Linked DNA regions of Mus musculus: regions 1, 2, 3, 5, 6 and 7 are each linked to region 4. The links are chromatin contacts, called in public promoter capture Hi-C maps. All regions are on one chromosome and are shown on one strand. The core of a region is the stretch at or near the end of the contact, and the rest is flanking DNA. Distances in the headings are between cores, read along the strand shown.

Region 1 (3,863 bases), core at 314-2,813, 1.6 Mb before region 4:
GACACCCTCTTCTGGCCTGGCTCACCCTCCTCATGCAGACCAACAATGAACTGGACGCTCAGAGGGTTGCAACAGAATTCACCTTCAGGAAGCGGCTTCGGGAAATGGAGAGTTTTTACAGTGAGCTCAAGTGGCAAGAGAAAAATGTGAGTGTCACCACCACCCCCTTACCCTCCCCCAACCCCACCACCCTGCCTTTCCCACCATGCTGTGAGGCAGGGCATAAGGAACCCTGCCCTGAAGCTTCAGTTGGGAGCCCTAGTGTGAGTCTTGCCGGTGGAGAACAGTAATGTCTGCCACAGACCTTAGAAGAGATAGCCGAGCTGCAGGGAGACATTCGGCGCCTGGAGGAGGACCTGCGTAGAAAGATGATGAACTTGAAGCTTGCACATACCCGGCTGGAGTCCAGAACCTACCGGTCCAATGTGGAGCTCTGCCGGGACCAGGTACAAGGGGCCCCGGTGGGGACCACCCCTGTCTGCTAAGGAGACCTCAGTATTACCCCTCTTCGCACGTTTCTTGTGGAACAAGCATTCTGGTCCAAGGCAGTTATGCGACCAGCTGAAGGGTCTTGCGGCTGAACTGAAAACCCCATCCTGCCCCTCTGTCTTCAGACACAGTATGGCCTCATTGATGAAGTCCACCAGTTAGAGGCAACCATCAATACCATGAAGCAGAAGCTGGCCCAAACACAGTAGGTTTAGAGAGTGGGCAGGAATAGTGGGGGGCACTGCTCAACCATGGGGCCGTAGTGCCTGCTGGTCTCTCTGGGCTTTATGCTGGTGAGATGTCCTGGCCCCTGCAGCCTGATGTAGGGCTCTGAGCTCCCGATGCTTTGCGTTACAGGAACGCTTTGGATGCCCTGTTCAAGCACCTGGCCCGGATACAGGCTGATATCGCGTGCAAGACCAACACCCTGCTCTTGGACACCAAGTGTATGGACACCCGACGCAAGCTGACGGTGCCGGCTGAGAAATTTGTGCCCCAGGTGGACACCTTCACGCGCACGACAAACCGCACACTGAGTCCACTCAAAATCTGCCAGCTGGAGCTAACCTAGGCTTTGGCGGCTGAGGGAAGACACAAGATTGGTGGGAGGGGGGAGTAGTGAGGGGACAGTAAAATAATAAAAATGGAGTTCTCAAGCCAGGCTCTTTTCTGCTACCCCATGAGAGTGGCTGACCGAGTGAGACAGTCCACTTGAGCGATGGAGTCGCCTAGACTTCATAGGGGTCGAGTCCAAAGCGACTCCAGAAGGAATACGGGTGTAAAGATACAGGTGATCGCCCGCGGGCAGCAGTGGCTTTGAGTGGGCAACATTCTTGTTCAGGTGCTTTTCAAAGGGTCCTCCGCGGGATTTTAGGGAGCTGTCGGCCGCATTTGTGGTGCCATTTACAAATGAGAAGGTAGGGAGCGCCAAAGCGAAGCGTGCGAGTACTTATGGGGCGCTGAGACTCCCAGCCGTTGAGTGGCGCTGTGGGGTAGGACGTAGGCTGAGACTCCGGGCCACAAGGGGGCGCTGTGGGGCCGCGGGGAAGAGACGACCAAAGAGGCGGCAGCATCGATGCCGGAAGTGGCGACTAGTCCGCGCGCGGATGGCGGTGGCTGCGGCGGCAGCAGCTACAGCGATGTCGGCGGCGGGGGGCGGCGGGGCAAGTGCGGCCCGCTCCATCTCGCGCTTCCGAGGTTGCCTGGCGGGCGCGCTGCTGGGAGATTGCGTGGGCGCTGTCTACGAGGCACACGATACCGTCAGCCTGGCATCAGTCCTGAGTCACGTCGAGAGCCTGGAGCCGGACCCGGGCACGCCGGGCAGCGCGCGGACAGGTGGGCGGGGCACCACCGATCGGGTCCCCACCCCTGGGCGAGGGGACCGAGACTCGGGGGCGCGCGCGCAGACTAGGCTGCCGAGGTGGAGGCTCCTGCGGCGAGCTCCCACGAAGTCACGAGGCTGAAGGCCCCTGGATCGAATCGGTTTGCTCCAGCTCTCCGTGGTTGTAGGTCTCCAGCCATGACCACATTCAGAGCGCAGGCCTCGCCTAAAACCTTGGCTAGAGCCAGTTCCCGCGTGGCCAGTTCCGTCGTGACCAGCTTTCTCAAACTGCTGGCCCGATGTGGGCGTCGGCGAGGGCTGTCCCTAGCCTGTTAAGACATGTCCCTTCCTTTCGCTTGCAAACGCAGCTTGTCCTCAGATTCCAGGTCAGATGTCAGTAGAAGACTTGGTTCTTCTTGAAGAGCATGTAACATAGTAGAAGGGGGCCGTCGTCAGAACCCCAGAGGACTCCACGAGTTAAGAGGCATTTAGAGGTAGGGGAAGGAGCGAGGAAGGACGGGGTGTGCCGAGAAGTAGGAAGGATGGTAACAAAACCAGAGGAAAGAATTTCAAGACTAGGACACTGGTGTGTTACAGAAAAGTCAGGGTAGTCTGGACCCAGAAAACCATGTCGAGTTGGTCGAGAACATGGAAAACGGGTGTTAAAGGAAGCAGAGATAAGACAAATTTTATTTCATTATGGTTTGGTAAGATGGAAAAAAAAAAGGTGTGTTTTAGGTTGAGTGGTAGTTGGGACCCTGTGGCTGCAGGAAACACATTTTAAGAGGGTCTGAGTGGAAAGAACTGACAGAGTCCAAAGGAAGTTCTGGCCTCCAGCAGTGCTAAGTCCAGGAGTTCAACTCCTAACTAGCTTGCTTGGTTCCTCTTGGCCTTGAGTTTCCCTTTGGGGGGAGCTCACTTTGGCAGTCTCCTTTTCCTACAGTATGGTCCCAGTAACACTGCAGAAGAGGTTCTCCTTGGGGCTGGAGAGATGGCTCTGCAGTTAAGAGCACTAACTGCTCTTCTAGAGGTCCTGAGTTCAAATCCCAGCAACCACATGGTGGCTCACAACCACCTGCAGTGGGATCTGATGCCCTTTTGGGGGTGTCTGAAGACAGCTACAGTGTACTTACATATAACAAATAAATAAATCTTTAAAAAAAGAGAGAGAGAACGAGAGAGATTCTCCTTTGCTCCAACTCTACGAACATTGCAACTTGAGTCTGGAGCCCAGTCCTACATAAGGGACTGGCAATAAGAGATGGATGCCTTCAAGTTGCCGTCTAACTAGGCAGGAGGTCAGTCCTCCAGCTAGGACTAAAGAAGAACGGCTCCCTCAGGAAGACCAGGGCACAGAGCAAAAGGAGGGAGGACACACAGTGCCCCCTCACTCACAGACATGTGCTGAGCATATAGAGAGAAGGGCAAAGAGCAACACCTGACCCCAGTGAGCGAGGGTGACCTTTACCTATGACCAGGCTGGCAAAGACTAGGAATGTGTTTACAGCTATGAACGTGGGACACAGGGGCCACCTGAGAAGAGGGGAAATGGAGTTTGAACAACAAGGAGGGAGTGGACTGGCTATCTGAAGGATCCGGGAGGCACTCATTAGACGAGTCCATTCTCTGTAACTGTCTTCTCTCAGTGAAGCAAAGGTCCTGTCCTAGCAGGTTAGTAGCCTCTTTGAGTGTGGCATGTTAGAAGTATCAGAGTAGGGCTGGGCGCACTCTTTTAATCCCAGCACTCGGGAGGCAGAGGCAGGTTCATTTCTGAGTTTGAGGCCAGCCTGGTCTACAGAGTGAGTTCCAGGTCAGCCAGGGCTACACAGAGAAACCCTGTCTTGAGGGGTTAAAAAAAAAAAAGTACCAGAATATGAATGTGGTGCCACACACATGTGACACCACCACCCCCACCCCCCAGCACTCCAGCACTTACAAGAAAGAGGTGGGAATATGTCAGCAAGTTTGAGGTCAGCCTGGTCTACACAGCCCTGGGCGAGATAGGACTACTGACAGTGAGACCCTCTCTGTCTCAGAAACAAAGGGGGCTGCA
Region 2 (3,628 bases), core at 504-3,003, 1.8 Mb after region 4:
TTGGTCCTTGGTGCAGGCACACAGGTTTGCAGTTAGCTAACAGCTTCCCTCAGATTCCAAAGCTTGGCGTCGCTGCCTTCTGGGTGGGCATGCTTCGCAGATCCTTCCTGGTTGGCATCTGTTCTTGACGTGTAACACGAATGCACGGCAGTATGCATTTTCTTCTGTCCTTGACACAGTACTCAGCAAGCTTTCAGTCTGGAAGCTCATGTAGGGTATGGTTTAGGTGTCTTTTTTATTACTACTTTTTTTTTTTTTTTTTTCCAAGACAGGATCTCTGTAGCCCCGGCTGTCCTGAAACTTGTTATGGAGAGCAGGGTGGCCTCAAACTCAGAGATCCAGCTGCCTCTGCCTCCAAAGTGCTAGGATTAAATAAAGGAAGGTTGCCACCCCGCTGAGAATTCTCCCTTAGTCACTTCCTGCCTGGGACATAGCGTTAGCTCTAAATCTGGGTCGTCCAGTTAAATCGCTGAGAGAGTAGATTGTGTCTCCTGGCAGGGTCCAGGGTGGAAAAAGGTAGTGACCTGGATGCTCGAGTCAGGGAACTGGGGACTCAGACTGTTCCTGCCTCAGGTTTCCAAAAGGCCCTAGTTTGGACCTGCCCACTTACCGTACATCCCCCAGTCTCCAGGCTTTCCTGGGGCTCTAGAGCATGGTTTTCTGCAATGAGCCTTCTATGGAGGGAGGTAAAACCTTTTGGCTGAGCCACATGGTTCTTACAGCCCAGCCGGCCTTCTGTTTGTATTTTTTCAAAAACATGCTGAGATCTTGTGCTGGCTCTGCGCTACTCTCTTGTTCTCTGTGCCTCCTTCAAGTCCTTTTATTTTTTTAAATTTAGTTTTAATTAATTTAATTTTTTTTTTTTTTTGGACAGGGTTTCTCTGTGTAGCCCTGGCTGTCCTGGAACTCAACTCATTCTGTAGACCAGGCTGGCCTCAAACTCACAGAGATCTGCCTGCCTCTGTCCCTATGTCTACCACTACATCGAGCCAATTTTTTTTTTTTTTTAAGATTTGTTCATTAGTTTATTTTTTATTTTTTCAAATTAGTTTTAATTGTGCACTGGTGTTTTGACTACATGCTTGTCTGTGTCCCTGAGAGAGCCAGGTCCTATGGAGCTGGAGGTACAGATAGTTGTGAGCTGCTATGTAGGTGCTGGCAATTGAGCCCTGGTCCTCTGGAAGAACAGCCTCTTAACTGCTGAACTCTCTCTCCAGCCCCACATTTATTTATTTTTATTTTTATGTATATGGGTTTTTTACCTGCATGTATGTTTGCGCACCATGTGCAGGCAATGCTCCTGGAGGCCAGAGGATCCCGAGACTAGAGTTATGAACTGTGGTGATACCCCTAGCAGCCGCTCCTGGAGTCAGAGAGCACACATGCTAGCAGGGCACTCCCACAGTCTGCACCTGACAGCTGGCTGCACTCACCGTTCTTGCACAAGTTTGGAGTAAGCACCGGCATTAAGTGACTTCCTGATGAAGTCGCAGATGTGAGAACTCTCTCCTGGGCATCGGGGGAGTCCAAAGACACCTGGGTAGGAAAACGACAGCCATGTATTACTCTAATAATCACATGTTGAGTGCCACTGTAGCAGGCACCGTGAAACAGGAAAAATAAAAACGTCCAAGTACTGCCAGTTTCCCTCTGGCAATCCGCCAGGGACCTCTGCCCCAGCCTCCCATGTGTGGCTGTTACATACAGCACGTGTGGCTGTTGCAGCACATGGTTACCTCATCCTCTTTCTGGGAAACTCATCTGGTTCCGCGTCCCCATTCCTCTCCCCAGTCATACTTTCCTCCGTGCACTTCCCCTTCCTGTGTGAATTACTTTTGACACTAAATGCAGTGCAAATGTTCCATGGGTTGTTACTACAGTGTGTTGTTTAGGGAGAGAGAAAAGAGTCTGTATATTAACAGTACAGATTCAATGGTTTCTTGAATACTTTTCTCTGCCCTCCCTTGCCACCCCTCCCCTTTCTCTTTTTATGAAGATAGGGTAGGGGCTAATAAAGCCCAGGCTGAACTCAAACTCAATCCTCCTATCCCCAACCCCTAAATTCTGGGATTCTAGGCACACACAAATGCCTTTCCCAGAATAGTTCTCAGCTGTAGAGCTTTGAATCCACAGATATGGAGCACCTTGGGTTCAGAAGGCCAAATGTGAGCTCGGGTGCAGCTTTGTGGCAGAGTTCTTGCTTCACACGTGGAGACCCTGGGTTTTATCCCCAACAATATGCGCGAGCGCACACACTGATGATAATTAAAGAAGAGGCAATGAATTTAGGAGGAAGTGGGAGGAGCTAGAGGTTGGAGGGCTGGAAATGATGTGAATATAATACATAAATACAAAATAAAGCTTTTAGAAAATTAAATAAAAAATTGCTGGGCAGTGGCACACACCTTTAATTCCAGCAAGCGGGAGGCAGAGGCAGGTGGATCCCTGTGAATTCAAGGCCAGCCTGGTCTACAGAGTGAGTTCCAGGACAGTCAGGGAGGGCTACCCAGAGAAACTGTGTCTCGAAAAACTAAAGTAAATGCATAAAATAAAAAGAATATTAAAGCCTGCATCCAAGCTTTAATTTCTGTTGTCAATCATGTTGACAATAACATACAGCATGAGAGGAGTTCTAATCCAGTGACGCGCCTTTCCCCTCAAATGGACATTTCTAAGTGGTACCACAAATTAGAACAAAAAGCCTCCACCCTAGTTAATGTTAGTTGTACAGCACAACTGTCAGAGAACAGGAACACTGTTATGTTTCCCTTTTCCCGGTAGTGCTAGCATAGGACCTTGCACATGCTGGACAACCGTATCACCATCAGGCTACACACACAGCCACACAGCTCAACTCAGTTCTGCGTGTCCTCCTAACTATCAACTGTCACTGTCACTGAGACTTTTTTTTTTTTTTAAGATTTATTTATTATATGTAAGTATGTTGTAGCTGTCTTCAGACACTCCAGAAAAGGGTGCCAGATCTCATTATAGATGGTTGTGAGCCACCATGTGGTAGTTGGGATTTGAACTCAGGACCTTCAGAAGAGCAGTCAGTGTTCTTAACCACTGAGCCATCTCTCCAGCCCCTGCGCTCAGACTCTTATCTCTATGAAATCTAATCAACTACGTAGAAGAGATGGCTACTAATGACTTGCCTGTGCTACAGAGCTTTGCAATCCCTACTCCTCCATTGGTGATAGTTACTCTGTCCCATTATGTAGAGATGGGATTTGACAAGGGTGGCTGATGCAGGGTACAAATCCAAGTACCACATCTTTTCTTCTTTTCTCTCTTTCTTTTTTCTTTTTGAGACAGGGTTTCTCTGTGTAGCCCTGGCTGTCCTAGAACTTCATCTGTAGACCAGGCTGACCTCAAACTCACAGAGATCTACTTGCCTCAGCCTCCTGAGTGCTGGGGTTAAAGGCATGAGCCACTACCACCTGGCAATACTGCATTTTTAAAAAGTAGGCAAGACTGTGGAGATCTCTCAATAGTTAGGAGCAGCAACAGCTCTTACAGAAGACCTAAATTCAGTTCTCAGCACACATGCAAGATGGCTCACAATCACCCATGACTCCAGGTCCAGAAAAATGTAATACCTCTGTCCTCCTCATGTGCCCCCCAT
Region 3 (3,723 bases), core at 545-3,044, 1.6 Mb after region 4:
GAGGTGGCTCAGCTGGTAACAGCGCTTGCCTTGCAAACCTGGGACCTGATCTGGTAGGAGGAGAGAATCTACTCCATCAAGTTGTCCTCTGGCTTCCACAAGTATGCGTATACACACACATTTGAATAACAAAGTTTATAAAAGTTACCTCAGGAAAATCTAAATGCTCTGCCTACAGTAGCTGAGGATATGGATCAGTGGTAGAATATTTGCCGAGGAATGGTCTTCAGCTCTACGTCTGATCTCCAGCACCGTAACTGAAGGGACCCGCACACAGTGTTCCCTCTTGAACACTGGGTTAGGCACAAACCACACTCAAACACCTATTTCCATAGAGAGATCCTTTACTGAGCAGGGGAAAGTGACTGTTCTCCGCTCAGGCAGACAGCAGCAGCAAATGACCTTGTGGGTGTGATGTTTTTTTAAGAGGAAAAAGAGGGGAATCTGTGATAGAATGGCTAGGATGTGGTGGTCATGTTTTGGTTGACCGTATTAATTAGGGTAGGCCAAGGGGGGATTTGACTGTTGTAGTGGCTATTTCTGGTTGTCAACTTGACTATATCTGGAATGAACTACAATCCAGAATTGGAAGGCTCATCAGTGACCCTAATCTGGAGGCTGAGAGATAGAAGTTTCTGACCTGGATCTCAGTATGGAGATCTTGAGGCATAGTGGCTATGGATTTCAGAAGATTAAGACAGGGAGATCAAAGATTAAGATTAAATTCCTTTACTATATAGAGACTACCCACAGTTCTGTGACTCTAGAGAACCCTGACTAATACAATTGTTGAACTTTAATACTTTGATAGCTGGACCTTGGTGATCATCCTCAGGAGGAGGCCAAATAAGGGAATAGACCTTATTTGGCCTACGGCTAGCTTTAGGAATATAACCCTGTTTGTTTGTTTGTTTATTAGCAAGGCAGAGGGAATGGGGAGAAGGACAAGGCCTGCCACACCTGTGCTTACCAAGCTTGGGCCTGCTAGAGCCCTTTAACAATACAGCAAAGCTTCCTGTGGTGGTATATGCTTTTAGTCCCAACCCTCAGGAAGAGATCTCTGTAAGTTCAAGGTCAGCCTGGTTTACATAGTGAATTCCAAGATATTCAGGACTACATAGGAAGATCCAGTCTCAAAATAAATACATAAAATAAAACTTGTTAAATTTCTATTTGAGGTAGGTTGGTGGTATTCAATTGGGATTTCAGCACTGGGGAGGCTGAGATCTGGAAGGCATAGTGGGATACTCTAACAAGCAAACAAATGTGATCCTACTGTTTTGTACTGCTATTGAGAACCTATAAATTTAAATATTACGTTAGAACAAGAGTATAGCAAACACTTTGCCCAAAGGGCCAGATGGTAAAATATCAATGGCCGTGGGAGGAACAGGTCTCTTCCCTTTGTAACATGAAAGCAGCCAGACAATAGAAAAGGAACGGATGTGGCTATACTCTAACAATTAAACTTCGTGATATTGAAATTTTAATTTCATATAATTTTCATCTCTCAAGAAATATTGTCGATCCTTCGCCTCACCCCGGTTCAAAGTGTAAAAACCGTTCTTGGCTCCCGAATTGGCCAAAAACAGCTGCCTGGACAGCCCGGACCATAGTGTGTTGGTAATGGTTCAATTGCCGTTAATATCTAGGTTGATCAGACCAAGGTTTGTTTCCTTCCAGCTCTGGGAGCTACAGCCAAGAAGGGGCGGAGCCTGCAGCCGCACAAAGACCCGCCCCGACCTAAGGGGAGGGGCGACGGCGAGGGGGCCGGCCGAGTGCCGGCTTCCGGCGGAAACGGGCGCGAGCAAGATGGCCACCACCAAGCGTGTGCTGTACGTGGGTGAGCAGGCGCGGGAGCTAGACTTAGTCTGAGCAATGTGGGAAAGGGGGAAAGCAGCCGGGGTCTATGGAGGGCTTGCTGGGCCTGAGGGTGTGAGCCCGAGATGGAAGGACAATTCCGGCGACCTTCCTAGTCCACTAAGCGCACAGGAACCCCGACGAGTGACAAGAATTTTGGGCTTCCAAATCCCTCCCGCCCATTCGTTTTACAAACATTCAGTGCGGAATGGCTGGATCTCTGCCCTAAAGGAGGAGTTACCAGACTATCTAGGAGAAAGTGGGAAATAACCTACACACCCTAGCGTTGTAATAGGGACTAACAATGATGACAGGAACTTGGGTGAGGGCAAACTTTCTGTTGCCGGGACGCAGAAGTTGAGCAGGAGTTGGGCAAAGAGTCAGAGTAGAGGCAAAGCTGTTCGCTGCACCGGAGCCGAAGCTCAAAGGCGTAAAAGAGCCTGGCGCCTAGGGGCAGCTGGGTCATTTTTCGAGAAACTCAGGGAAATTGGGGAAAACAAAATGGAAGATACAAGAGAGATCGGCGAGAGTCGGATGATAACCCTGTGTACACTACCAAGGAGCTCTCACTTTATCTTGAGGACAGTGACATTTAAGACTTTGAAGTCTAAGAGAACCGATGGATTCATTTCCACTTATATTTGGTTGGGGGGGGGCGGTTGGAGGAAGGAATTGAGGCAGAGAGGTCAGTTACAAAGCTTTCACAAGAGTTGGAGATCGAATCAGAACTGTTTAAAAGGAGATTGAAGAAAGGAAAGTAGTGTGGGTAGGCTGTAGAGAGAGATGTTTGTGTAGACAAAGGACTGGATGGAAAGATCCCTCCCTTTGCCTGTCATACCAGTGACAGGCAAAGTCCCTGGTGTGCAGGGACCTCTGAGTGTGTAGGACAGCGGCTCAGAAGGTCCTTGGCTCATTTGCAGGCGGGCTGGCAGAAGAGGTGGACGACAAGGTTCTTCATGCTGCATTTATCCCCTTTGGAGACATCACAGATATTCAAATTCCTCTGGACTATGAAACAGGTGGGTCATTTGAGTGTCTTTAACGCTCATTACCCTCCGATAGGGAAAGAATTAAAGTCACATTCCAGTTCTAAATTTACATTCTTAAGTTCTAGTAGAATTCTTGCCCACCATATGAGGCTTTGGTTTCAGTTCCCAGCACTAATCACACAGAGACACACACAGAGGGGCAGAGACACACACAGAGACACACACAGAGGGGCAGAGGGGCAGAGACACACACAGAGACACACACAGAGAGGCAGAGGGGCAGAGACACACACAGAGACACACACAGAGAGGCAGAGGGGCAGAGACACACACAGAGAGGCAGAGGGGCAGAGAGGAGAGAGACAGGGTGGGAATAGCAAGATCTTTAAACTCTGAGTCTGGGGAATCTCCCCACCCCCTAAAAACCAGTAGAGTAGTTGATGGCCACGGTGGCACATGCCTGTAAACCTAGCAATTCAGAGGCTGCAGCGGGAGGATAGAGTTTAAGGTCAGTCTGGGCTACAGCAGAAACATATGCAAGAAATGTTCTACTGACTTTCTAGTTGGCACTGTTGTGTGGGGGCTTTTTCTTAGCTCAGAATTTGTCTCAGGATAAAACTGAATCTCCTTACAGGTTTTAGAATTTATCTGTAGTTGATCAGATTATATATTTGGTTGATGGCTTTTTTTTTTTTTTGGCCTGTATTTGTTTTTGTTTTGTTTCTATTTCAAAATGATTTAACTGTGTTGTCCGGGCTGGCCTCCAAACTGATGATCCTTCTGTCTTAGCTTCCTAAGTAGTTAGCATTACAGGTGTGTGCTGTGGCACCTGGAATCAAATTGTAGATTTGGATAAATAGTTGATTTGCTAAAT
Region 4 (3,582 bases), core at 313-2,812:
AGTGGATGTCTGTGAATTCGAGGCCAGCCTGGTCTACATTGTGACTTCTAGGACAGCTAGGACTACATTGTGACATCCTGTCTCAATAAAACAAAAACAACAAGGAGCTGGCTGAAGATTAGTCTCCCATAGTGGAAAAGATTCCAAATGCCAACAGATGAAAACATACGGGGGTGGGGTGGGGGTGGGGGTGGAGGGTGGCAGGCATGGGGGGGGGGAGAGCACAAACAAACCCAAACATTGCTGTGATGCTTGGCTGGGTCCAACTCTCTCTTGTGCTACTTAAAGGTAGCTTTAGTGGTGACAAAAATAACAGGATGGCTGGGCACACTGTCACACACTTGTAATCCCAGCTCTTTGCAGACGCAAGAGATCACTGTGAATCTGAGGCCAGCTTGATCTATGAGTGTCAGTGCAGCCAGGCCTACATAGCTAGACACTGCCTCAAAACATCAAACCTAATCAGACTAAGTCAACCCCAATAAAACAAACTAACAAAACAAAACAAAACAAAAACAGAAACAAATCAATTTTATTGTGAACCTGCTAACAAGTAAACCCAACATTAAGCACTGAAAACATATGTCTTTTAAACCTCAAAATCCTGAGGGTATAGTATTATTTTATTATTTTACAACTAGATGTGGATACCAAGCCTCAGCAAAACTAACTTTCCTTGGTTAAGAGCAGAGCTGGCACCAGAACACTCCCTCCACAGTTCGCGGCTCTCTATCCATCACATTAACTACCTTATGTTAAGTCGGCCAGCTAGACGCACAACTTTGATGGCTGTGAAGGACTCGGAACTTTATTGCTATTAGATGATTCTTTTCTACTCTGCTTATAGATACAGTTCTGCCACTCAGAGCCCTTGATACTCCTATGAGCAAGACCAGTCTGCTATTATTATGTTCGTTTTATGGGTGAGAAAAATGATGCTCTTTAAAGTCAAGCAATCAGCTCAGAGCCACGCAGCCAGAAGTCAGCTGAGGAGCCAAATATGGTTTTAAAGTACTCTTTCTAGTATACTGTAAGATTCACATTATTTCTAGTTTTTGGTTTGTTTGTTTTTGTTTTGTTTTTAGACTGCGATTTATTTTACTATGTAGCCCTGGCTGGCCTGGCAATCACTATGTAAGACCAGGTTAGCCTTGAACTTACAGAAAATTGCCAGCTTCTACCTCCAGAGAGCTGGGGTTAAAGGTGTGAGCCACGTTCTAGTTCTACTTAGAATCTTAACCCACACCAAGTCTCAGGTGACAGCACATGCGCACACGCAAGCCGAGCGTAGCCAGAGAGCAGTGCCAGCCATGTGTTCCCAGATGCCAACGTGCGGCCTGGAGCGAAGTCTAGGTCTCTGGACCAGTGGACGTTCTCTGCGAACCGAGAGCTGTGAAAGAATCCCAAGACTCTAGCTTTGGAAACTACATCTCCCAGAACCCTCCGATTCAGGCCGCTTGAGAGGGGCTGTATTTCCGGTAAAGCAGGCTTCTGATAGGCTGCATTGCAAGCCGCGTCTTGGGCCTGCTTCCGGTGTCTTGGCGGACGCGGCGGGGTGGGTAGTGCTGTCGTGGTGGTGGAGTTTGCTGAGCATTTCCTAGACCTCAGTAGGCATGTCGGCGGCTTTTCGCAAGGCAGCCAAGACCCGGCAGCGGGAACACCGAGAACGAAGCCAGGTAGGCCCTCGCAAGCCTCAGGGGCGCCTGCAGTGGCCCCCGCCCCCTCGCTGTCCCTGCATCCGGATACGGGACAGCGCATCTGCCTTCAGTCAATACCCAACACATGGGGCCTGACCCCAGCGTGCCTTGTCGGGGAGACCCAGGGACAGGGTAGGAGGATTGTCATTCTCTACGGTAGAGGGTCAGTGGGTAATTGAGTGAGGCAGGGTGTGCTAGAGGCCTTTCCCTGGGAACTTGAGACCAAAGTCAAAGGAATGTAACCGAGTGACCAGCGACAGTAGGCGCCTCACAACCGACGCATGCCCGGGTGTTCCTAAACTGGGCCCAACTTTTGGCATGGGATTTGCGGTTCGTGTAGATCTGTCATATGCTTCCCCCTAAAATCGTGGCACTTTCCTTATCCCTTCTGGAGAATGTCTTGACCATTTACAAACTTTGCTGGACCTCATAGCCCAGGTCTATAATGGCATCTACCCAAGAGGCCAAGGCAGAAGGATCCCAAAATCGGGGCCTGTCTGGGTCACTTAGACCTGACTCAAAAATCTAAAAAAATTCTAGACATAGGCCTCAATGGTGAACTGCTTGCCTAGCAAGTAAGGGCAGTAGGCGTAGTCCTTGGTAAGAAGAAAAAAAGGAGGGAAGTGGGGAGTTCCCCCACTTAATTTAGTTAGAATAAATAGGTGTGGATTTACTCAGGAGAATGTGTTAGGGTTTGGATATGCAATACAAATAAAGATGTATGCAGAATCACTTTATCCACTTTGCCATTCTCAGAAATTACATCATAACTGGTTCAAACAAGCTTTTAACAAGCCTTGGAGAGAGGGCTTAGCCGTTAAGAGTACTCGGCTGCTCTCTCAGAGTTCAAATCCTAGCACTCACATTGTGGGTTCACAAATAGCTTTAACTCCACTCTAGGAATTCCACCACCCCCTCTGGCCTCCATAGGCCCTGCACTCACATTCATTCATATTCTTTATCTCTCTCTCTCTCACACACACACTAACTTTTTTTTTTTTTTTTTTGGTTTTTCGAGACAGGGTTTCTCTGTATAGCCCTGGCTGTCCTGGAACTCACTTTGTAGACCAGGCTGGCCTCGAACTCAGAAATCCGCCTGTCTCTGCCTCCCAAGTGCTGGGATTAAAGGTGTGCGCCGCCACCACTGCCCGGCCACACTAACATTTTTTAAATTAAAAGATTACTGAGTGTGAGTGTGTGAGCGGGTGTTTGTGGGAGCACATCCTGGGCCAGGGTTGTGATTTGTCCGACATCCTGACGTGGGTGCTGGGATCTGGAAGAGGAGAATCTGTGTTTAACTGTTAAGCCGTCTTTTTACTCCTCAAACAAATATTTTTTATTATTATTTTTCTTTTCTTTTTAAAGGCAAGAGGATCAATAGTTCAGGGAACGCATCAGATTTTAGGATGTTCTGGGCTCCATGAGACAGGATCTCAACAAAACAAAACAGGCTGGGAAAGTGGTGCAGCTAGCAGATGTGCTTGCCGCACAGCCTGGCAGCCTGAGTCAGACCCTCAGGACTCATTCACTAAGGGGAAGGAAAGAGTGGACTATTTTTTTTTCTTCTTTATTTTTTGAGATTATAGCTTCATTACAACGTTTCATCTTTCCCTTTGCGACCTCTATAAACACTCCCATGGACCACTGCTTGGTCTTTCAATTTCATGGCTTCCTTTTTTTTGAGAGTGGACTCTTTAAGATGTTGTCCTCTGTCCTCCACGTATGCCATGGCATGTGCACCCACGTGTACACATTCATATACACAAAATGAAACCCAGGCAACAAGAGACAAAACCCCATATACGCAGCCAAAGGGCCTGTAGAGATACCTGCTTTACAGATCCTGAAGAAAAGGACGCGATCTCAGAGACCATGCAGCTGACTA
Region 5 (3,636 bases), core at 901-3,400, 1.7 Mb after region 4:
CTCTCGGGTTGCGTTACAGAGCTCTGTCCTGACCAGTAGGGCTAGAAGTTAGAACAAGCTGGGCCTGAATTCAGAGTGGAAGAAAATCGTGGGCAATAGAGCTAGGATTCAAAACAATGTCCACAGGCGGAAGTAAGCCAGATGTCATTATTCTGCTGAGCGCTTGGGGACACTACACAGAATAGAGGATGGTGAAGAAACCTGACTTGACCCCAAGCTCTGGTGCTAAGAATCTGAATAATTTAGCTAACCACAACCTGATGGGAACTAATCACGGGAGAGAAAGGCTCTGAAACCCAGCAGTCTTAGGCTGCATTAACAATGTGTCGTGTCCAGACTGGGGGAAATAATAGGTCTATTGTACTGGCTTGGTCAGGCCATATCTGGAATCTTGCGTTGCTACACTGACAGACTGGAATCGGGCCAGGAGGGGAACTAGCCCAGCCTCAGCTCCTGAGTCCTTGTGCGCGAAATGTTTCCTGTACAACTTCTTGTCTTATCCCCCAGACAACGCTATTAGGTAGGTCCCTATTTTGTACACAAGGAGGTTAATAAAGTTGTTCAGGAACAACTAGATAGCCCGTCCATGGAGGTGCCTGGGGTTTTTCTGAATGGGCTGGCTCCTCTGGTGCTTCAGCTCACACTCACTGTGATTTAGTGGGATATGGGAGTGAAAGAGATAGAGTTCTTATTTTCAAGGAGGGCATAATCTGGCTCGGTTATTCAGATCACTTCTGGAATGCTGCCATTCAAAGGAGTGAAGAATTTAGGGCTGGAAGAGACTGTACAGGACTCCATAGCTTCCCTCCTATAGTATGGAAGAGAGAGAGGGCAGTGTGACAGTGGGGACAACAGGCCTTCTTACAGTCTTCACTATTTCCCTTGGCTTGTTTCTGGACAGTGATGTGCCAGGGCACACAAGGGTGCTGTGGCCATTGTGGAGGAGTCAGATCTCAATAGCTCTTCCCTGCAATCTGAACTAAGAGGAGGGGAAAAAAAAAAAGCTTGACACTGAGAAACACAGGTCCTGTGTGAGCGGTCTCTGAGAGTCTAAGCAGTAACTTCACTGAAGAGGGAGAGCTGGACTTGACCCAGGCTCCTGGGGATCTGTGAAGGCTGGAGTGCCATTAGCAGAGGTGGAAGGAAAGGCAGCAAAGACCGTTCTCTGCTGGCACCTATGCCTGGCCTCTGTTTAGATGATGACGGTCCTCCCTTCTTTCAAGGACCACATTCCTCTGCATGCTCTTTCTCAAAGCTTTTCTTTTCTCTTCTCTCTTTTCTTTTCTTTTCTTTTCTTTTCTTTTCTTTTCTTTTCTTTTCTTTTCTTTTCTTTTCTTTTCTTTTCGACACAGAGGGCTGCTGGCGTCTTGTATCTCCCAGGGCTTCCTGTCTGGGAGCACAGACATAGCTCAGCCTTCTGTAATTTATGCTGAGGGGCAGAGCAGGAGAGTTATGAGTAAAGACTTTGGAACTGGACAAAACCTTTCTGGCCTGTCTGTGTCGCAACAGCTGTTCTTCTTGTGTCCCCCTTTCCTGGGTTGTAAAATGGGGATAATAATAGTACCACCCTCAGATGGCGTTCATAAGCACCCAGTGAGGTCATGTTAAGCCTGTTAGAAAGCTACCCATAAACGGCTGCTGTGGCCATGGCTCCTTCTTAGAACTTGCGAGTTCCCCTGCCTGGAAGCGGTAGCCACTGGACTTGGTAATTTTTCTGTCCCATTGAAAAAGGCCCCTACTTTTCAAAGGGAGGAAGAGGAAATTGTCGATCTTGAGACACGAGGGACATTGATAATGAAAGTTACAGCCCATGGCCTCAGGTTTGGGGGAGGGGAGAAGCCACCTGACTCCGGATTTTAAAAGGAGCTGATGGGGATTCAGAAGTCAAGGGCCACAGGCTCTACTCAGGGAAAACTCACTCTGGGGGACCTCGGACAGGTCACTTTCAGCCTGGGACTTCAGTTTCCTCGGGCGAGTCAGGTGGGTTTCTCAGCTTTGCTTAGGTAGTTAGGAGCACGCGGTGTGGGTTGCCGGCTTTGAGAACGTGGCTGAGCAGCGAGGCTCCGCCAGCCGAGATGGGCAGGCGCGTGCAGGGATTGGCTGGAGGCGCAGGCCCGAACCTTTAAGAGGCGCGGAGGGGACGTGCTAGGGAGTTTTCATCGCCGGCGTTCCTGGTTTGCTAAGTGCTAGCGAACGTAGTAGTGGCTGGGGCTGCGCCTAGGATCGGAGCCACAGGCGAGTGCCGGCCGGCAGAACACAAGAGCATCCCGGCGTCCCGGTCCCACGCGGCGTGGCCCGCGGGTCATGGCCAAAGGAGAAGGCGCCGAGAGCGGTTCCGCGGCGGGGCTGCTCCCCACCAGCATCCTCCAAGCCAGTGAACGGCCGGTCCAGGTGAAGGTGAGGTCCCGAGAGGAGGGCAAGGGGTGGTGGGCCGGCCGGGATGTGGGTATAGGGGCGTCGGAGACTAGGTCTGGCCTTGGGACACTTGGCGGTAACAGGGTACAGCGAAGCTTGAAAAAAGCAAGGAGTGCTCTGGGACCGGGAGTGATGGAGAAAGTCTGAAGCCCCTTTGCACACCCCTACAATGGGTTTGCGCCAAGAGAGGCGCCGGCAACTCTACGCGGCGTGGGGCTCTCCCCAGCGCTCTAGGTTCTACTGTGCTGAGCCACACTAGTTTCTCTCCCTAGACCTGAAGAGACCCCAGAAGTCTGAGAGTCCCTTTGGTTCTCCATCTCTCACCACCCCCCACTCTCGTGCTTTAACTCTGAGGAGGGCCACTCAAGTTCATTCATAAGAACAAGGGCTTTGCTCTTAAAGGAGCCGCATACCGAAAGCGTTTGTGTGACTGAGGGTTCACATGCACAGAGCTCCGCGTGTCTCGACATCCTCTCTCTCCGATCCGTTCTAACTCTTTGGATCTATTTAACCACACCATGAAACCATGCGGCCCCAGGAAAGGAATCTCTCACAATATAGCTAATTGGGAGGTGCTTAACTTTTCCTTTTAATTTTATTAACTGTTCTTGGAAGAAACGAGTAAGCAATTATGCTGTTACCATGTATGAGTAATCTCTACTTTCCCTGGGCAACCTCAGCCTCCCCTAGTGCTCCACCCGGAGAGGGCTGAGCCCTGCACCTGGAGCCCTTTTTACCCCTCTCCAAGGTCCCCTAGGAGCTGGAAAGGGTGCGTGTTAGGCAGATGGATGGTAGGACTGCTCAAGGGTTTGCCTGGAGCTGAAGACTCCCTACAGGGGCCCGGGAACTTTGGGACAGATTGAAAGAACAGCTGAGGATGCAGCGGGCTGGGCGCCCCCCCCCCTTCTGGTGCACTCATCCAGGACGCAGGTGGATCCTAGCTGCTGCGGGGCGTCAGGGAGGGAGCCTGGGCTGGGCTCAGGGAACTTTTGGCAGCAAGAGGATTTTCAGGTTGTGGCAGCTAGTGCCAGGTAGGGACAGGCCCATTGCTACCGCATGCTCTTTCTGGGTAACTTGGAAAGGAGCTGAGGGCCTGGGAGAAGATTTTATTTATTTATTTATTTATTTATTCATTTATTTTCTTACTTATTTGAGACAGGTTTCTCTTTGTATCCCTGGCTGACCTGGAATTAGCTCTGTAGACCAGGTTGGCCTCAGACT
Region 6 (4,011 bases), core at 410-2,909, 1.4 Mb before region 4:
ACTCTCTGTACTTCTCTCCAAATAGCATCTCCCATTTTACATGACTAAGCCTCCCTCCCCCTTTCTGTCCTTCCAGTCACTATCCTCCTGTCACTACTGCTCAGGCTTCCCAGACTGAGCTAGCAGCTTCCCCACTGGGCTCCCTCAGCATTCAGTTTCTGTTGCTTTTGTAGATCACATTTCACCTATCTGCTTGCAGGTCAGTTTCCTCTAGCTGGACAGTGAACTAGTTCGGATAAGAACCTCTTTATTAGGTGTTAGCGCAACTCTCCATAATGACTCTTTTTACCATGGCCAGTGGTTTGCAAATGAGGACGAATACAAATGACCCAAGGTCGGGCAACCAGAAAGCAGCGGCACCAGAATCTGAATTTAAGGAGTCCAGAGCAAGGTTGACACACACTTTTAATCCCAGGCTTTAAGGAGTGAGCCTCCAAAGCCTACGAATACTACACAGCACTAGGCTCTACAGGCAGGGCCCTTTTGTTATGAGAAAAATGAATGAATGAATGAATGAATGAATGGGGACTATCTCTGGCAGAGATAGTCTAATCCACAATCAAATAACAGGGCCTTTAAGGAGGAACTCACAACGTTGTTTATAAATAAGGGCTATAGGATTTTGCTCTTCCTTATCTCATGCAAAACTACTCAGCCGAGAGGGAAAGGCGCCCAGCCCAGCGTGACTACCCTCTTCCTCAATGATTCTCAAAACCAGCAAAGCCAACCGGTTTCCTCCAGTGACTTAAAACAGAGCAAAGTCTATCCTGCCACCGAAGGTGGCTGTCAGCTCTTCCTTCTGCCAACAACCTGGGGGAGTGGGGGTGGACGGAGAAGCCACCGGGAATCCGAAAGCTCCTACCCAAGATTGAAAGGTGGGGCCAAGCATCGTAGGAATGGGCGGGCCTGACCAGGATGGCAGGTGAAACACTGACCACAGCAAGCTCTCCCACGGTGAAGACCGGCCCAACGTGGATCTGGCAAGCAGGTTGCTGTGACTCGCACCTGAACGCCGCCCAGGATGTGAAAATTCCCCAGCAGCGATGGTGTTGGTGCCAACGGGTGAGGGCTCCAGGAGGAAAACCTTGGCTGGCTCTCCTTGGGGACTCGTTCTAACTTTCAAGTCACTCTCTAGGTCAGGAGAGAAGCATGGAGAGGAGGAGCGGGTCTCTCTGGGAGAAAAACTAGAGCGGGCCAAACGCCGGCTGCTTCGATGACTGGTTGAGTGGGTCTGGGCAAGGCGAGCAGTGCCCATTTCCCAGGGCTGCGGCAAAAGACCGAGGCTCCCGGCAGCCGACGCCCCCGCTGCCGGGAAGGACAGACCTCCAGTGGCGGAGGGGGAATTCACTATAGCCGTTCTGGTCGCGCCGGTCAGCTTCGGGCTGTCACCGGGGTCCCTCCGCCACGGTGGCCCGCCCCGCCAGCACGCAGCCCCCACCCGGCTCCGCGTCCCGGGACCCCGAACTCACCTTTCCCGGGGAATCAGCGCTCCTTGCCCATAGTCCGCAGCCCAGAGTCGGGGCTGCTCGGCGCTCCGTCCCGGGGGCCGGGGCCGGGCCGGGGGCGTGGGAGCCGCTCACCGCCGCCTCCCAGCGCAGCCGCCAGAGCTGCCGCCGCCGCCTCCCTCCATGGCTGCGGCGCCGCCACCTGACAACGGAAGTGACGCATAGGCTCTCGGCCCCGCCTCCCGCCCCCTCGCCTGAGTTTGGGGTTGGTGCGCCATCTTCAGGATGGGCGGAAGCCTTCAGGCAGGAAGCCCAGATAAGATCGCCAATTGGTTCTGGGTGGAGTCTGGGTCGAAATCTGTAAAGTGATTGGACAGTCAGGGGGCGGTACTTACCGCTAATCTACATCTACAGTGGGACTGGGACAGAGGCGCCGGTCCGCCTTGGCTCTGCAGAACCTCACCGACTTATGCTCTCCTTGCTGGGGTTGGGGACGTCTCTAAGTGGTTGCAAAACCCGCCAACTGCACTGCATTCTTTAGAAAAGTAGTCTTTCTTTGCTCCCCATTTCTCGGCTTCTGGAAATTTGTGTGGGAAAGTGCTGAAGTTGGGTACAAGAGAAGTCAAGAATTGGCTGTCGCTACTGTCACAATTCATTTCACTTTAGGCCCTTCAGAAACCCCAAAGATGGCCAAGTTCATCTTGGACATCCCTAGAGTCTTGTCCAGGGAGATTGCAGTGAAGAGTTCCAATGAACGACTTCAGCCGGCTGTCTACCTCACTCCCTCCTGCCAGTTTCCGTCCTTTCTCCTCCTTCAGCAGCCACGCCCTCCATGAATCAGCTTCTTGCACCAGCAGATGAGCCCTTTAAAGGGATTGCATCAGTCTGGTGACTCACTGGGGGCCCTCGAAAATCCTGGCTTCCGTCCACTGCCGTGTAGAAGCGGCCAGAAGGGCTCGGTGGCAGCAGTACCAGCGGCCATAGTCCCACTCCTTTGTCTCAGAGTTAACAAGTGTACTTGATGACACTCTTCCCTCCCCTGGGTCATTCTGGATCCACGTGTAGACACACGTGGACACGACTAAGCCCTGCTAGGACACCGAAGGCTGGTCTTCATAATGAAGTCCCAGCCTGAATCCTTTCTTAATGTCTTTGATTGGCTTGGTGGCCATTCAGCTGCAGATAATGCTGAATAACTAGTAATGATACCAGCTCCTAAGGCCCTGTCTTATGCAAAATGAGGCACTTTTAGAGACCTGTTAACAAATGCAGAAGGTAGCACTCAGAGAGAGAGGGTAACCTCTGCCGTGACACCCAGCTAATAATGGCTGGGCTGTGGTTTGAAGAAAGTTTCGTGGGTTCCAAAAAGGCTAGAGCTTGAATCCCCATTGTATCACTTACAAACTAGGTAATTCAGTGTAAATCCTGGCTGCCCAAGTGGGGATAACACATTACACCAACCATGGGAGGACCCAAGGAGTTTCACATCCAGCTAACCACACCCTATAGATGCCCACTGGTCTCAGTCGGGGAACCTCTAGGAGGCACGTGACTCAAAGGCAGGCATCCAGAAGGCCGGCCCACTTTGCTCCTCTCTCTGACAAAGTGAGGAGAAAAAGGATTCCGGAAGCCCTGCCTTTGACAGGGATGAATCTTGGGTTTTCCAGTTCACTAATTACCAGTAAGATGAATCACTGGGCGCTGACACCACCATTCCAACTCCTGGTAGGCTCTCAGCTGACTCAAAATATAGAAGTTTTAACAAAGCAGAGGAGGAGAAAGTGCCAGCCAGAGGAGATTAAAAAAAAAAAAAAACTGTCATCAGGACACCAACTCATGGATCTCTGGGACATACATGGGTGGTGACAGTCTCCTGCTGGCTCTCCAACTCTGGCTCACTGGCAGATGGTGCTGCCATAACAAAATGACACCTGTCACAACAGCTCAAGATGGCTTCTTGAAAAGAGATAGGCAGATTGGACTATCACAGAAGGAGGGGAGACCTCACCCCCAGGAGCTTCTTCAGACTACAGAACCCCAACCCTACTTAGCAGCTGGGTTTTGGCTTCTTTGCGTCCAAGCTTCAAGGCCTGAGTATGGCAAGGTTTGGTGTTGGTTTTGCTTTTTTTTTTTTTTGGTACCTGGGACTGAACCTATGGCCTCTTCTGTGGTAGAAGGTATTTCACCACTGAGCTGTATCTCCACTGCTTTTGTTTTTGAGACAGAGTTTCAATAAGTTGCTCAGGCTGGCTCTCTAGTCTCTATAGTACTATCTGGATTTGAACCTGTAACCTACCTCCACTTCCCCAGCAGCCTGGATTATAGACTGCACCACCACATCCAGCGGTGTATCAGGTTCTGAGTGTCCAACTCACACTGGGGGTGAGCAATAGAATGGATGCCAGGAGTACTGGGAAACAGAAGAGAGTCCCAGTGGCTAGAGAAGTAGCCCAGATGGTACAATGCTGGCCTTAGCGTGTGTGACTCACTGAGTCCCAACCCTAGTATTACAATAAACCCGACATGTAATCCCAGTATCTTGGGAGGTGAAGGCACTCTTCCTTCC
Region 7 (3,750 bases), core at 653-3,152, 1.7 Mb after region 4:
CAGATTGGGATTCTCAGAAACAGACAAAATGGTGAGCTGCACCTAAGTAGTGACACCCAAGGTTGTCCTCTTGCCTCAGCTTCCAAAAAGAGTGAAGATCACAGCGTATGACACTTTGCCCAATTTTAAGCTCTTCTTTTATAATTCATACTGACCTATTTGTTTTTCAATTTGTATTTGTGTGTGTGTGTGTACATACAGACATGTATGTAGAGGCCAGAGAGGTCAGGGTCAGGGTCTCCCCAGCCTAGGCACTTCTTTAGAGACTTTCCATGACATTCATTGATTTCTCCCTTCTCAAGAATTCTACCAAATTTAATAGTCTATCACGAAATCCAGCACTTGTAGTCTCTTCTGATCTTCTGAACCCGCCCACCTGAAAATGCTCTATAAGTAGCTCTGTTCACTTATTAGCTCTGTCTTACTCTATGTTTAGCCAGACTAACATTCCCCAATATAAGGAGTTTGGTCTAATGTACATATACACACACACACACAGTCACCATAGTTTTCACTGTTAACATATTTTTTAAACACTTGTAATAAGTGCTTCACATATATTTCATTTAATGATCACAAGGTTGTTTTTTATATTCTTCCTATTTTAGCAAAGGAACAAAGGTATCTTTGTTCATGTAGCAAAAAGTTGGGGGAAAAAAAATCTGGCTGAGATTCAGTTCAAGCTAAACTCTTTATCTCCCTAAGCTGGCACAAAGCAGGCTGCAAACAACTATTTGTTACATTACCTTACCTTTTAGTATAAGCTGATGATCTTATCATGGAAAAATAAATTATGAGGGTAGAAACAATGTCAGGAGCCTTATGAGGTAAAGTGGGGCAAAGAATTAATTACTAATTTTAGGTTACTAACCATGAGTTCTGCGACTGGTTGTATATGTTCGACACCTTTGAACATGCCTAACAGCTGTTGTAATTCTTCTCACATTCACCCAAAATGTCACCTACTCTCTAGCTCAAATGCTCCTACATCCCCGAAAGTCCTCTCGCAAAGAGGACAAAAGGATTAAAAAACAAAAACAAATAAACAAAAAAGCCCTCAGGTTCAGCCAATATTTACCACAATGTCTGACCTTCGAGCTGGCCTCCCTCTCTCCACTGTAACACTCCAATGTCTCACTTATTAAATACTTTAGCCTTGTGATTGTGGGGCAAATGACATTTCCTCCACTTTACAAATATAATATTCAAGTAAAGGGCACTGTTGATCTGAAGTCACGAAGCCAGTGGCTGCCTCTGACTGCTCTAGTGCCCAAGAAGACACTCACAGGTGGCATCTGACTTACCTTGGGCTAGAATTAGAATTATGGCAAAATTTGGGAATAATTAACTTACTGAAATTCACCGGATGTCAACCTTAAACGTTCCACTATCTCTCCTCCATTTATTTGCAATGTGCCACGCACAAGGTCACTTCACCTCCCCAGCCCCCAACATTTTTATCCATAAATGAAACTGTTGGTACTATCTACGAAAGAGTAATGGCCTGAGAAGTTACTTAGCGATCACAGGACACAATGGACACTGTCTGCCATTGGAATGGGTACCTAGCAGGTGTGGGTTCCTTTCATCTGGATCCCCATACGCCTCGAGGTTCACCCACTACAGCCACGCGACAGGGTGTCCCCTAGTCCAGAGGCCCGCACGCGACCTCCAGGGTTCCCAGGCCCCCGGGCCAAGCACGCTGCCATACCTGCATGGAGTCGGCGCTGACGATCTCGCCGCCGAGCCGCTGGCCTAACTGCAGAGCCAGGGTGGACTTGCCAGTCCCAGTAGCCCCGAGAATCACTACAAGTGGCAGTGTTCGCCGCAGGCCTCGGAATCCAGAGCTCACAGGAACTGCTCGTGCAGCAGCCGCAGCCGCCATCTTGAAGGCATCTGAGCATGCGCCGAAGCAGCTGTCCCCATGGCAACAGTCAGTGCGCCGGCGCGGATCTCCGGCTCAGAACGCGGGGAGGGTGGAAAGGAGGAAACTGTGGGACAAAGGTACCAAGCTTAGGAGGCCCATGACGTAACTGCCTTCGACTAGCTGAGATTAGCCCACCGACTTGCTTTCTCAAAGGAGAGATGGCAGCCCATCTAAAATATTTCTGTCTACATTGCGTCCAGGCACCCAATTCTTTTTCCTCATAGCATTAATTCAAGAATAAAACTGTATAACTGGCCTCTGGTTTATTGTCTGAGTTCTACCACAGGCTGTTAATTTCACAAAGACAAGAAGCACATTCTGACTAGTTCATTGCTGAGTCTCCTGTGCCTAGCACAGGCACCCACCAATGATTAAATGGACAGAGAAACGACTTGCCTACCTTAGCGTTGGATTTAATAAGCTCAGAGAGTGTCCGATTCTCAGTCATTCTTCAAAATCAGATCTGTCCAATTCTCAGTCAAGAGCATGGCTCTAATGTTTGAATTCCACACTCATTTAGACACAATCAGAAAGCAGGACAAAGCTCTGCGTTGGCATAAAGCAGTCAAGAGATAGGCTTAAAAGCAAAAGAACAAGCAAGTGAATGACAACCCAAAAATTAGAAGAGGAAGCAGAAGAAAATCAAAGGGTAAAGCAGATACAAGTGAGGGAAAGAAAAATCAGAATCAAGGATGGCCAGACTTCAAGATTCCACACACCACTTTGAGAAATGGCTTTAAGAATCCAGAGAGATGGTTTAACATGTAAAGTTGCTGGCAGCCAGATCTGATGACCTGAGTTCAATCTCCAGGATCCGCATGTGGAAGGAGAGAGCTGATGCTGACCTCTGTACACACACACACACACACACACACACACACACACACACACACACCACACACACTGAAGTTTAAAATTAAGAAAGAATGGTTATGGAACCCGATGAACCTAGATTCAAATTCCAGCTCTCAGACTTATCAGCTGAGAGCTGATTAATTCTCATCAGAATTAATTCCATTAGCAGCATTTTTTTTTCTCTTTGTCTGAAGACTGAACCCAGGCCCCCCCTGGGTGCTGAATATACACTCTAGCACTGAGCTGAGCACACTTCAGACCCTTACTTCACCTCTTAACCTCAGCAATTTTATCTTTCCATTCTTCCAAGGATTGCCATAAGGAAAAGGTGAAATAATGTCTGGAAAGTGCTTGCTTCAAATGCACTGGCACATAACAACCACCATTTGTTAAACAGTTTGTGTTATTATAATTGTACAATCCCATCTGCCTCCCTAAATAAGTAAGAGCAAAAGCCTAAGGGCAGAGAATCTTTCAATAACGTGTAAAGATGCTTAAATACCCCTTCTGCTAACCTCTAGCTAGTTGGGCAGTTTAAGGGGTCTGAGGATGCAGGTTTAGTGGTAGAGCATTTGCTTAGTCAGCATGAGGCTCTGGGTTCAGTCAGCACTTGGGATGGGGGCGGGGGCATAAGTGCTTTTTCTCTGAGACTGCTTCGGTCTAGCTCCTAGGTAAAGCCACGAGTAGTCTGATATGTTTTGTAATGTGGTGGCATGATGCAGCAGGAGGAGGTGCCTCAGCATGGGGCCGCTGAGACCCCCACCCCCAGGTATCAGCCACCCAATGGGTCTAGTAGGAAATGTTTATTTGAGGGATGAGAAGGGAGTGGAGGCAGAGAAAGAAAGGGGACAGAGAAGGGCAGAAAGAGAGAGGAGGGAGAGAGAAGGGAAGAGGTTGGCTGGGAAAACGTGGGGAGGGGGCAGAGAGAGAGAGAAGAGAGAGAGAGCAAGCCTGAACAGTCAGATAAT

The links. Promoter capture Hi-C pulls out the DNA fragments that hold promoters and counts their contacts.
Region 1: a promoter capture Hi-C map of pre-B cells shows a contact between it and region 4, with 2.4 times the contacts expected there. The contact joins the promoter of Adprhl2 here to the promoter of Utp11 in region 4. A contact is called at or near these places in 2 of 39 promoter capture datasets (cranial neural crest and pre-B cells).
Region 2: a promoter capture Hi-C map of hematopoietic stem and progenitor cells shows a contact between it and region 4, with 4 times the contacts expected there. The contact joins the enhancer-like site here to the promoter of Utp11 in region 4. A contact is called at or near these places in 5 of 39 promoter capture datasets (the 3T3-L1 cell line, hematopoietic stem and progenitor cells, liver and 1 more).
Region 3: a contact with region 4 is called in a promoter capture Hi-C map of pre-B cells, with 4 times the contacts expected there. The contact joins the promoter of Ppie here to the promoter of Utp11 in region 4. A contact is called at or near these places in 1 of 39 promoter capture datasets (pre-B cells), 1 of 484 Hi-C or Micro-C datasets (B cells) and 1 of 9 other capture datasets (adipose tissue).
Region 5: a promoter capture Hi-C map of liver shows a contact between it and region 4, with 2.9 times the contacts expected there. The contact joins the promoter of Mfsd2a here to the promoter of Utp11 in region 4. A contact is called at or near these places in 2 of 39 promoter capture datasets (liver and pre-B cells).
Region 6: a promoter capture Hi-C map of liver shows a contact between it and region 4, with 2.7 times the contacts expected there. The contact joins the promoter of Stk40 here to the promoter of Utp11 in region 4. A contact is called at or near these places in 3 of 39 promoter capture datasets (hematopoietic stem and progenitor cells, liver and pre-B cells), 5 of 484 Hi-C or Micro-C datasets (B cells, CD4 T cells, Th1 cells and 2 more), 3 of 115 datasets of contacts at active chromatin or transcription factors (extraembryonic endoderm stem cells, large pre-B cells and pancreatic cancer cells) and 1 of 9 other capture datasets (liver).
Region 7: a promoter capture Hi-C map of cranial neural crest shows a contact between it and region 4. The contact joins the promoter of Trit1 here to the promoter of Utp11 in region 4. A contact is called at or near these places in 4 of 39 promoter capture datasets (cranial neural crest, liver and pre-B cells).

The regions. Positions count from the first base shown.
Region 1 is chr4:126,319,403-126,323,265 of GRCm38.p6, reverse strand. It overlaps Adprhl2 (ADP-ribosylhydrolase like 2), which reads left to right and starts at 1,563. Exons shown (of 6, transcript NM_133883.2): 1 at 1,563-1,824. The coding sequence starts at 1,596. It overlaps Tekt2 (tektin 2), which reads left to right. Exons shown (of 11, transcript NM_001357262.1): 8 at 39-146; 9 at 303-446; 10 at 615-694; 11 at 847-1,145. The coding sequence ends at 1,060.
Region 2 is chr4:122,846,341-122,849,968 of GRCm38.p6, reverse strand. Ppt1 (palmitoyl-protein thioesterase 1) reads right to left here. Exons shown (of 9, transcript NM_008917.3): 5 at 1,434-1,536. Among named protein-coding and RNA genes, the nearest start is that of Ppt1, 12 kb to the right of the region's middle. Within about 2 kb of position 1,753, at least 113 of the 459 cell types and tissues checked have an H3K27ac peak or open chromatin away from gene starts, as enhancers often do. A contact at or near this core is called in hematopoietic stem and progenitor cells, where this site is marked.
Region 3 is chr4:123,138,022-123,141,744 of GRCm38.p6, reverse strand. Ppie (peptidylprolyl isomerase E (cyclophilin E)) reads left to right here and starts at 1,794. Exons shown (of 10, transcript NM_019489.6): 1 at 1,794-1,843; 2 at 2,781-2,879. The coding sequence starts at 1,813.
Region 4 is chr4:124,691,534-124,695,115 of GRCm38.p6, reverse strand. Utp11 (UTP11 small subunit processome component) reads left to right here and starts at 1,562. Exons shown (of 8, transcript NM_026031.3): 1 at 1,562-1,676. The coding sequence starts at 1,614.
Region 5 is chr4:122,959,702-122,963,337 of GRCm38.p6, reverse strand. It overlaps Mfsd2a (major facilitator superfamily domain containing 2A), which reads left to right and starts at 2,150. Exons shown (of 14, transcript NM_029662.2): 1 at 2,150-2,397. The coding sequence starts at 2,305.
Region 6 is chr4:126,101,605-126,105,615 of GRCm38.p6, reverse strand. It overlaps Stk40 (serine/threonine kinase 40), which reads right to left and starts at 1,659. Exons shown (of 11, transcript NM_028800.3): 1 at 1,470-1,659.
Region 7 is chr4:123,014,745-123,018,494 of GRCm38.p6, reverse strand. It overlaps Trit1 (tRNA isopentenyltransferase 1), which reads right to left and starts at 1,902. Exons shown (of 11, transcript NM_025873.3): 1 at 1,712-1,902. The coding sequence starts at 1,885.